Regions from separate parts of the Drosophila melanogaster genome. Here region 1 is linked to region 2. A link is a contact called in public HiChIP or PLAC-seq data. All regions are on one chromosome and are shown on one strand. The core of a region is the stretch at or near the end of the contact, and the rest is flanking DNA. Distances in the headings are between cores, read along the strand shown. Region 1 overlaps Rnf11 (Ring finger protein 11). Region 2 holds the start of pan (pangolin).

Evidence for each region. HiChIP or PLAC-seq counts read pairs in DNA pulled down with a chosen protein or histone mark.
Region 1: an H3K27ac HiChIP or PLAC-seq map of the Kc167 cell line shows a contact between it and region 2, with 2.8 times the contacts expected there. The contact joins the enhancer-like site here to the promoter of pan in region 2. A contact is called at or near these places in 3 of 107 Hi-C or Micro-C datasets (the Kc167 cell line and the S2 cell line) and 1 of 6 datasets of contacts at active chromatin or transcription factors (the Kc167 cell line).

Annotation. Positions count from the first base shown.
Region 1 is chr4:326,696-330,657 of dm6, forward strand. It overlaps Rnf11 (Ring finger protein 11), which reads left to right. Exons shown (of 4, transcript NM_001272124.1): 4 at 1,468-3,962. PMCA (plasma membrane calcium ATPase) reads right to left here. Exons shown (of 18, transcript NM_001201587.2): 18 at 1,498-2,733. The coding sequence ends at 2,512. Among named protein-coding and RNA genes, the nearest start is that of Rnf11, 14 kb to the left of the region's middle. Within about 2 kb of position 2,641, at least 9 of the 39 cell types and tissues checked have an H3K27ac peak or open chromatin away from gene starts, as enhancers often do. A contact at or near this core is called in the Kc167 cell line, where this site is marked.
Region 2 is chr4:67,379-71,232 of dm6, forward strand. pan (pangolin) reads left to right here and starts at 2,275. Exons shown (of 12, transcript NM_001258477.2): 1 at 2,275-2,603.

The DNA of each region.
Region 1 (3,962 bases), core at 1,391-3,890, 260 kb after region 2:
ATCTGTGACTTAACAAAATATTTAGTTGCCATACCAATTCCCAACAAAAATGCAAATACAGTCGCAAAAGCTATATTTGAATCATTCATTCTGAAGTACGGTCCAATGAAGACGTTCATTACGGACATGGGAACAGAATACAAGAATAGCATTATAGCCGACTTATGCAAATATCTGAGAATAGACAATATAACGTCTACAGCACACCACCACCAGACATTAGGTACCGTTGAAAGAAGTCATCGAACCTTCAATGAGTACATTCGTTCATATATATCAGTAGATAAAACTGACTGGGACATATGGTTACAATATTTTGTGTACTGTTTTAACACTACACCATCCGTAACGCATAATTACTGTCCATATGAACTAGTATTTGGTAAGACTAGTAATTTAGCAAAACAATTTAGTAACATAGATAATATAGACCCTATATATAACATAGATGATTACGCTAAAGAAGTTAAATTTAGACTAGAAAACGCGTATAAAAGAGCACGCATATTATTAGAAAGAAATAAAGTAAAACAGAAAACCAGTTATGATAACAAAGTTAGCGATTTTAAACTAAAAGTAGGAGATAACGTTTTAATAAGAAACGAAACAGGTCACAAACTAGAACCAACGTATCTAGGGCCATTCGAAGTAATTAGAATCGAAGAAAACAATAACATAGTAATTAGGAATAAAAAGAACAAAGAACAGAAAGTTCATAAGGATAGGTTAAAAATATATAATTAATGAAACGTTTTATACAAAATAAATAACTAAAAAAAAAAAAAAAGGGTCTGATCAACCGAAAAAAAAAATTTAATAAGTTTTTGTCTAAGAAAGTTAAAAATAGAAGCATAACGTAATTATAAACAACAAAAAAAAAAAAAAATATAAAAAAAAAAAAATTCTTTTACACAAATTATTCTGAGACCAAACTTTTTCTAATAGAAAGGATAAATAAGAAATAATATAAGAAAAAAAATGTTTTAATTAATTAAATGACTACATATATTACGTCATTTCTCTAAAAAGGGAGGTGTAGTGTATCTACCCTCACTATAACTCTACTCTACATATATATAAGTAACGTACATACATTGTGACACTTTGTTGCAAACACAAATAAACATAATTCACATCAAAGACCACATGCACTTACATAAACACTCCAGCCAATGAAATACGATCTAACGCTTATACATAAGCCGATCGCGGAGCGTGAGAATGCTGAGCATGCACTTAGCAGCTCAAGTGGTCAAGCCATACATAACATATGTATGCCTTCTGCATACACATGTATATGTATATACAATATATACAATATGTACAATATGTAAGAACACCATGTACGGGTAGCTGTACCCAAAGACAGCAACATAGGATTCATTCAAATAAAACGATTCAAACGGAACAGACGCTCTGAGCTATTCAATATCTATTACACTGAGCTATTACTTATTACTTATTACAATATATATATAAATTGTTTTACCAACATTAATTCTATATTTGGTATAACAAAAAAAGATTAAATAAAATGTGAGATTTATTTAATTCCGGCATTCATTTCATTTCTGTATAAGTATGGGTCTTGTTGGATTCTGGGTAGCCCTTTTGGCTCTCTCCTGCTCATAGCATACATGGTGAATGTCCAGAATAATTCTTATAATTTTAAAGTTTACGAAGACGAATCCTTTCGTTTTTTACTATATCATGAATTGTTAAAAATGAAATAAAAAACAAGCTTAGCATAAAAAGTTACAGGATAAAAGCGAAAATGTGTTCTCATCTATTTCTTATGATCGATTTTTACTAACATACGTATTGTTTGCAGCTTAGCTCACAAAGCAATTCGACGGCCATGAAATTAACTTCAACAGAGTCGGATTGTTCTTTATTATCTTAATTACGAAACAATACGTGCGTAGATTTAGATGAATGAATTCTGGCTTTTGATTCAAGACAGAGTACCTGAGGATTTTTGCCGAAATAGCACGAACATTTAAATTTGAAAAAAGTTCTGGTCCTCGTTATAGATCCGTGCTTTTCTGTTTCTTTTGCACCGTTTGGTCGATTTATTATAGTGCTAACCTTTTCCACGTGTAAGTAAATAAAACATGTTTATTCATTGAATCATTTATTACATGTAAGACGATAAAATATTAATTAATGGCTTCAGTGTGCGAGACAAAACCGATCCGCTTACATTTTGAGTTAAAGGTGGTTATAATCAATGTATGTATGCCCTTGCATTACAATTATATTAATATTAAGTACTTTATATATTTTGTTAGCATACATACTAACAAAAAAAATTAGAAATTTACATTTTTTTTACGGATTATTTTTGCTGAATTACAAAATGCTTTTTAACCAATTCACAGCTACATTGCTGTTATCCTGAACAAAACCTTTTTTTATAAAAATTCCAAGCTGTGCTAAGGATTTCTTAGAATTGTTATTTCTGAGAATGTGTGCGGTTTATTTTTATATGGATATGGATGCCACTGAAATTTAAACTGCAGTTTCAGTGTGACTGTGGGATGATAGACGTTCGACATCAATTTCGGGTATGGTCAGCTCATCAGGTATATTATCGGCATACTCAATGGAAGACGTTTCCGAAAGGCGTTTGCTCAACGAAGTCTGCTTACGCAGTACCTCTGCCAGGGATGTGTTGGTGTGATCACCGTAACGGGCGTCCAGACCCTGGCGGAATGCGTTTACCACTCGTATCTAAGCGTACATTTAGTAAAAAGAAAAGAACAACACCAAGAACAGTGACAAAAGGGACATAAACAATAGTATAAGAAGAACATCTTTAATCATTCAAGCTAAAGATCCAATTATACATATATGAACATACTTTCTTTTATGTATATTTCTAGTTCAAATTAAATACAAATATTATTTTGACAATTCTTACTACGAGCAGATGCGACACATAAATGATAAGATAGATCTTAAGTTAATAATGGGATATCCAAATACCAATTAATTCAGACGGACAAATAATCAGTAACAACACTTCATATGAGTTGCTTATTCTTTTTAATATTTCGCTTATTTTGTTCATAATTCGGAGGACTGTAGCTCGGTAATTTACCAATTAATCAGCAATCTAAAATTAATTTGCCTAATCATGCATTATGCGACAACCTTTTTTTGATTTTATTTAAGTGGTGACGAACAAACACATTAAAAAACTAAGTATATCGTTCTTCTACATGATGGAAGTTTAAAGCAAAACCAGTGGGCACGAAAAACCAACTAAATCATAATTAAAAAAGAAATATAACCATATATATTTTGGATATAGGTGGGTTAAAAATTCGGCATATTAAATTAAGCTTGTGGTTGACACACAATACGCCTATTAAATTGCCTTGCCTTTCATTACCTTATTATTACGGACAAACAGACGATTTAAAAAAATTGTGTTCTTAGTGAATAGACAAACGTACTACAAGTATATCATCGTTCATTCTTATAGTTACGCTTTTGCCGAGATAGAATTTAATAATTCGACTTATTTTAAAACTGTAAAAATAACATAAAACAAAATTGTTAAGGCTTACAGCTTGATCAGTGTTGCTCTTGCTATATGGGACCGGAATCAAGCGTTCTTGCAATTCGCCGCCTATTACCTTTAAGAATGAAGAGAAAGAGAGGGAGATAGAAAGTAATACAGAAAATATAAGTGGGAAAGAGTAAAATAGTCATAAAAAGGTTGAAATTTATATTAATCTTGCCGCTATAAATGGATCACTACAAACACTTTGGCTTTACTGTACTAATTTTTTAATTCTTAAAAAGCAAATAAATATATGTTTAACTAGAGTTTAGGTGTTGAAAAGTAAACAAAAATATGTAATTATCATAACAATGTACGTTTTTGAAAAATTATCAAAATACAATTAATCATGTAATAGTAGTAGTAAAAGTGGAGGATATGAATAAGATTT
Region 2 (3,854 bases), core at 1,025-3,524:
TGAGCCAAAGGATATATCTACAACTTGTATTATGGGAAGTACAAACTACGAAATCCTTGTAAAATATACCTTAAAGGAACAGTTACGCTTGTAGTTTAATAAAATATAAACAGAAAACAGTAAAGAGTAAATGTCGTGACCAACAAATTTGTAACTGTAATACATAACAAAAAATAGAAGAGCATCAGCCGTTCTAAGCTGTTTTTTGCTCTAGCTATTATTTCTATATTATAGTTTTAGTTAATTTCTAATATGGGGTTTAATTATTATATTTGACGCCTAATCTTGATAAAAATTAAATTTCATTAAAACAATTCTATGTTTTGTTAGTTTTTTAATTGTTACCATTTCTGTCACTCGTAATAGAAGCGGAAACAATATGTATTTTGGTCACGTTTATTGACCATCGCCACAAATGCAGCCGGCGTTGGTTCACTTCTCACGACTAATTTTCATCATAGACGGTAAAAATATATAAGAAAAATATAAACGCAGTGAATAAATGTTTTGGGTAAATTCATATTTGCATTTTATTATTTTTAATCTTCCATTCCAATTTTTTTGTAAGCAAAGAACGTCTCATTATCCTGAAATTATTCGATACGAGCCAAGAATTATAAAAAAAAATCATTTTGTAAAATGTCTTAATTTTGTTTTATTTTACTATTTTTGACTTTTTTTTTTAGTATAAAGCAAAATAAATAAAAAAAAAAATAAATTTTAAAAATTAAGTGAACAAAATTAAGCATTTAAATGATTTTGTATAAAGCTAATATATCTATGCTGTTGCTCGAGACCGGCTAAGCCATAGGGTCTTTCCAAAATACGTAGAACTACAGCTTCATTACAGAAGTTATGGGCGTACGAAATTGATCTCTTTTTTTTATTATGCGTGTTCTCCAAACATCCAAATATTTTTAACAAACTGAATCTGCATGCCTAATTTGATTCCATTATATCTCGGCGTCGAGATCATCCCGCCTTGCGGTCAGTTTTTTTAATTGGGTCCAAGGCAAATTTTAAAAGTGTGCGTATCATATGATATCGTTTACCATTATCAATAACATCACAGTTAAATTGGAACAGGCCCAAGTGTTTTTAAATACATTTTTATAATTAAAATGAAGAAAGATTGATAAATGTTTTTAATTTTTGTATTGGGGCACACCATACAATATAACTTCATGAATTTTAGGAGGATGCTAGGCAACTGCTAGTTCAGAAACGGTCTCGCATTTCGATTTCGATTATTTTAAAAATGACGTGGATCGGTGAAATACGCTTGGCAATGCTGGTCAAATGGTCAAATGCTGGCCCGTTTAATGGGAAATACACCTATACATATCATGAGTTGCCACCTGGCAACTCCCACATCACGGGAGGTGCCTTCCGATTTTTGCACATTTTGAAACTTACCATCCTGATATTTGTACATATCGGGAGCTGCCATACGATTTATGCACATATGAAGAACTACCATCCTGAATTCTACATACACCGAGAGGTGAATTTTCGAAGTATCATTCTGAAATCTGCACGTATCAAGAGCAGCCATCTTGAGATGTAATTTGTACAATGTTAATCGACAACCAAACTTTAAAATTAGGATGGCAATGCCCGACAAGTTCAGTGATTAGCGAAATACGATATCTTTAAATTGTAGCGTATGGGTGAAAACTGCATGAGTTTATCATGTACATAATCCATTCTAAAAACTAAGCATGACCCCAAACCGCTATTAGGAGTTTAAATGAATATATCGACCTTTAGCTTAAGCGAACCAAAATAATAAAAAATCTTATTATTGTGTTTTAACATCTAACAAACATTGAAAAGTTAAAAATGAAAATTCTTGTTATAATTTTTTTTGATTATTTAATGCTAATCGAGCCATTCGATATAAGCAAAATATCGAGAATTGTCGCGGCAGAACATCGATGCACGCCTGCTTATCGACAGTTGCCATCGTCGTTATTCCAGCACTAATTTAAAAAAAATTCGATCAACGCAGACGTGGTACGGCGTTTTAAATCTGATAACATTTTGAACCGGGAATTATTTTAGAGTACCATTCTTTGTTTTGTGCCTGTTTCAGTATAAATTAATTATGCGCCTGATTTAAAGTACAAAATGTGTAAATATATCACCTTACCGTCGCGGGTGCACCCAATTGTGCTTTGATGAATAAATATACATATATGCAACATATATAACTTCCTGTGTTAGTATAAGTGTATGTCAGCCAAAAACAAATATATATATGAGTGTTTATCGGCATTCGTGTGCTGGCAGAGCAGCGATCAAAGCTGCGTTCGGTACTCGTTGACTGGCCCAAGAATGAATTCTCGTGCAAGTGTGTTGATAAAAAGTATACGTATGTATGTATGACATACAAAAATATTGTGTCTGATTAATTAATGCGTGTATGCCTTTAACTGTGAAACCTTTTTCAATTAGTATTTTTCTCACATGTAAGTGTGCTTAATAACAGAAAAGTTTGCTGCAAATTTGTGGCTTTGTGGATAGCTTTTCAGTAAACTAACGTATAAAGGATTCAAATTTTACTGCTCTAATCTCTCGGATTGTTTAATCAAATCATCACTGTAAGTGTCCCTGCTTAAGTTCAATATAATAACATCCACAGTCATCGGTCAAGTTATACAATAAAGTCAAACGTGCGCACTTTTTCGCTCTTCAGGGAACATTTTAATTTCAGATCCGATTTTCTGTTTTAATAACTTAAATATAAAGTTAACACCACATTGTCGTGTTCATATATGTAGATACTCATCAGATAGATATATGTATACGTGTAACTATGCATGTATATGTAAACACGGCATTGGATCCTCTGCTTCGAATGCAGAGAGCCGACAGTACTCACACACACCCTGATGTTTGTTTATTTATTTGCTGAAAATACAGTTTTCTGTATTCTGTTTTACGCATATATTTTTGTTTAGACTCTGTCGTTTTCGTCTCTACCTGTTGATACACCACAATCTTGTTTCTAAATAGAAACTCGTTGTGTCATTAGTCTTGAGCCGATGCGTATTCTGCTTTGTTTTTGCTATTGCCGCTGTCGGCGTCGACAAAGTTGTTACCTTAAACTAGTATGTAGTTAGCTATTTGCCTCAGCGCGTTCTGCCTACCTATCCGTTTAGTTCAAATCTCCGACGGCCCAGTCAGGTAATGAATAAATCGCCGTGCCTCCAAAGCCGAAATGTGACAAATCGCTATGTATGTATATTTTACATACGCTTTTCCATTTTGCTAATCATTTAGTTCCGAGAAAAGTGAGTAAGAATTTGTCCTTGCAGGTCGATACAACTTTTATTTTAAATAAAATGCAAGGGCAAGGTTATTTTTTTTTATTTATTTTTTTTTTGTGAAATGAAGATTTCTAGTAACTACAGCCCTTTTTTTGTGGAAAGGTGTGAAGATGGAGAACACACATAAAAAGCATTTTTAAACCGCATGCATTGTTGTGTAAATTGCAAGACCTTAAAGAAATTAACAAAATAATATTATGATAACACCTACATTTTTTATGTGTATAGTTATTAGTTACTTATTAAAATTGTTGCACTACGCTTTTAAAGACACGAAAATTCCTATTCTAATACAACTTTTTCATTTAAAATAATCCGTCATATCCGAGCAATATTTCATCAGAATAAAAGTGTTGTTAAGATTGGACTTTAGAAATTGAGTAAAAAAATGTATATTTTACTTAAACGACTTCTTCATTTTCGGAGAGGTTATAATATATACAAGTTCAAAAAATATAGACCTCACCTCATTAATTATTACTGTGCACGTAATAATATCCACAAATTAATACAATAATATAA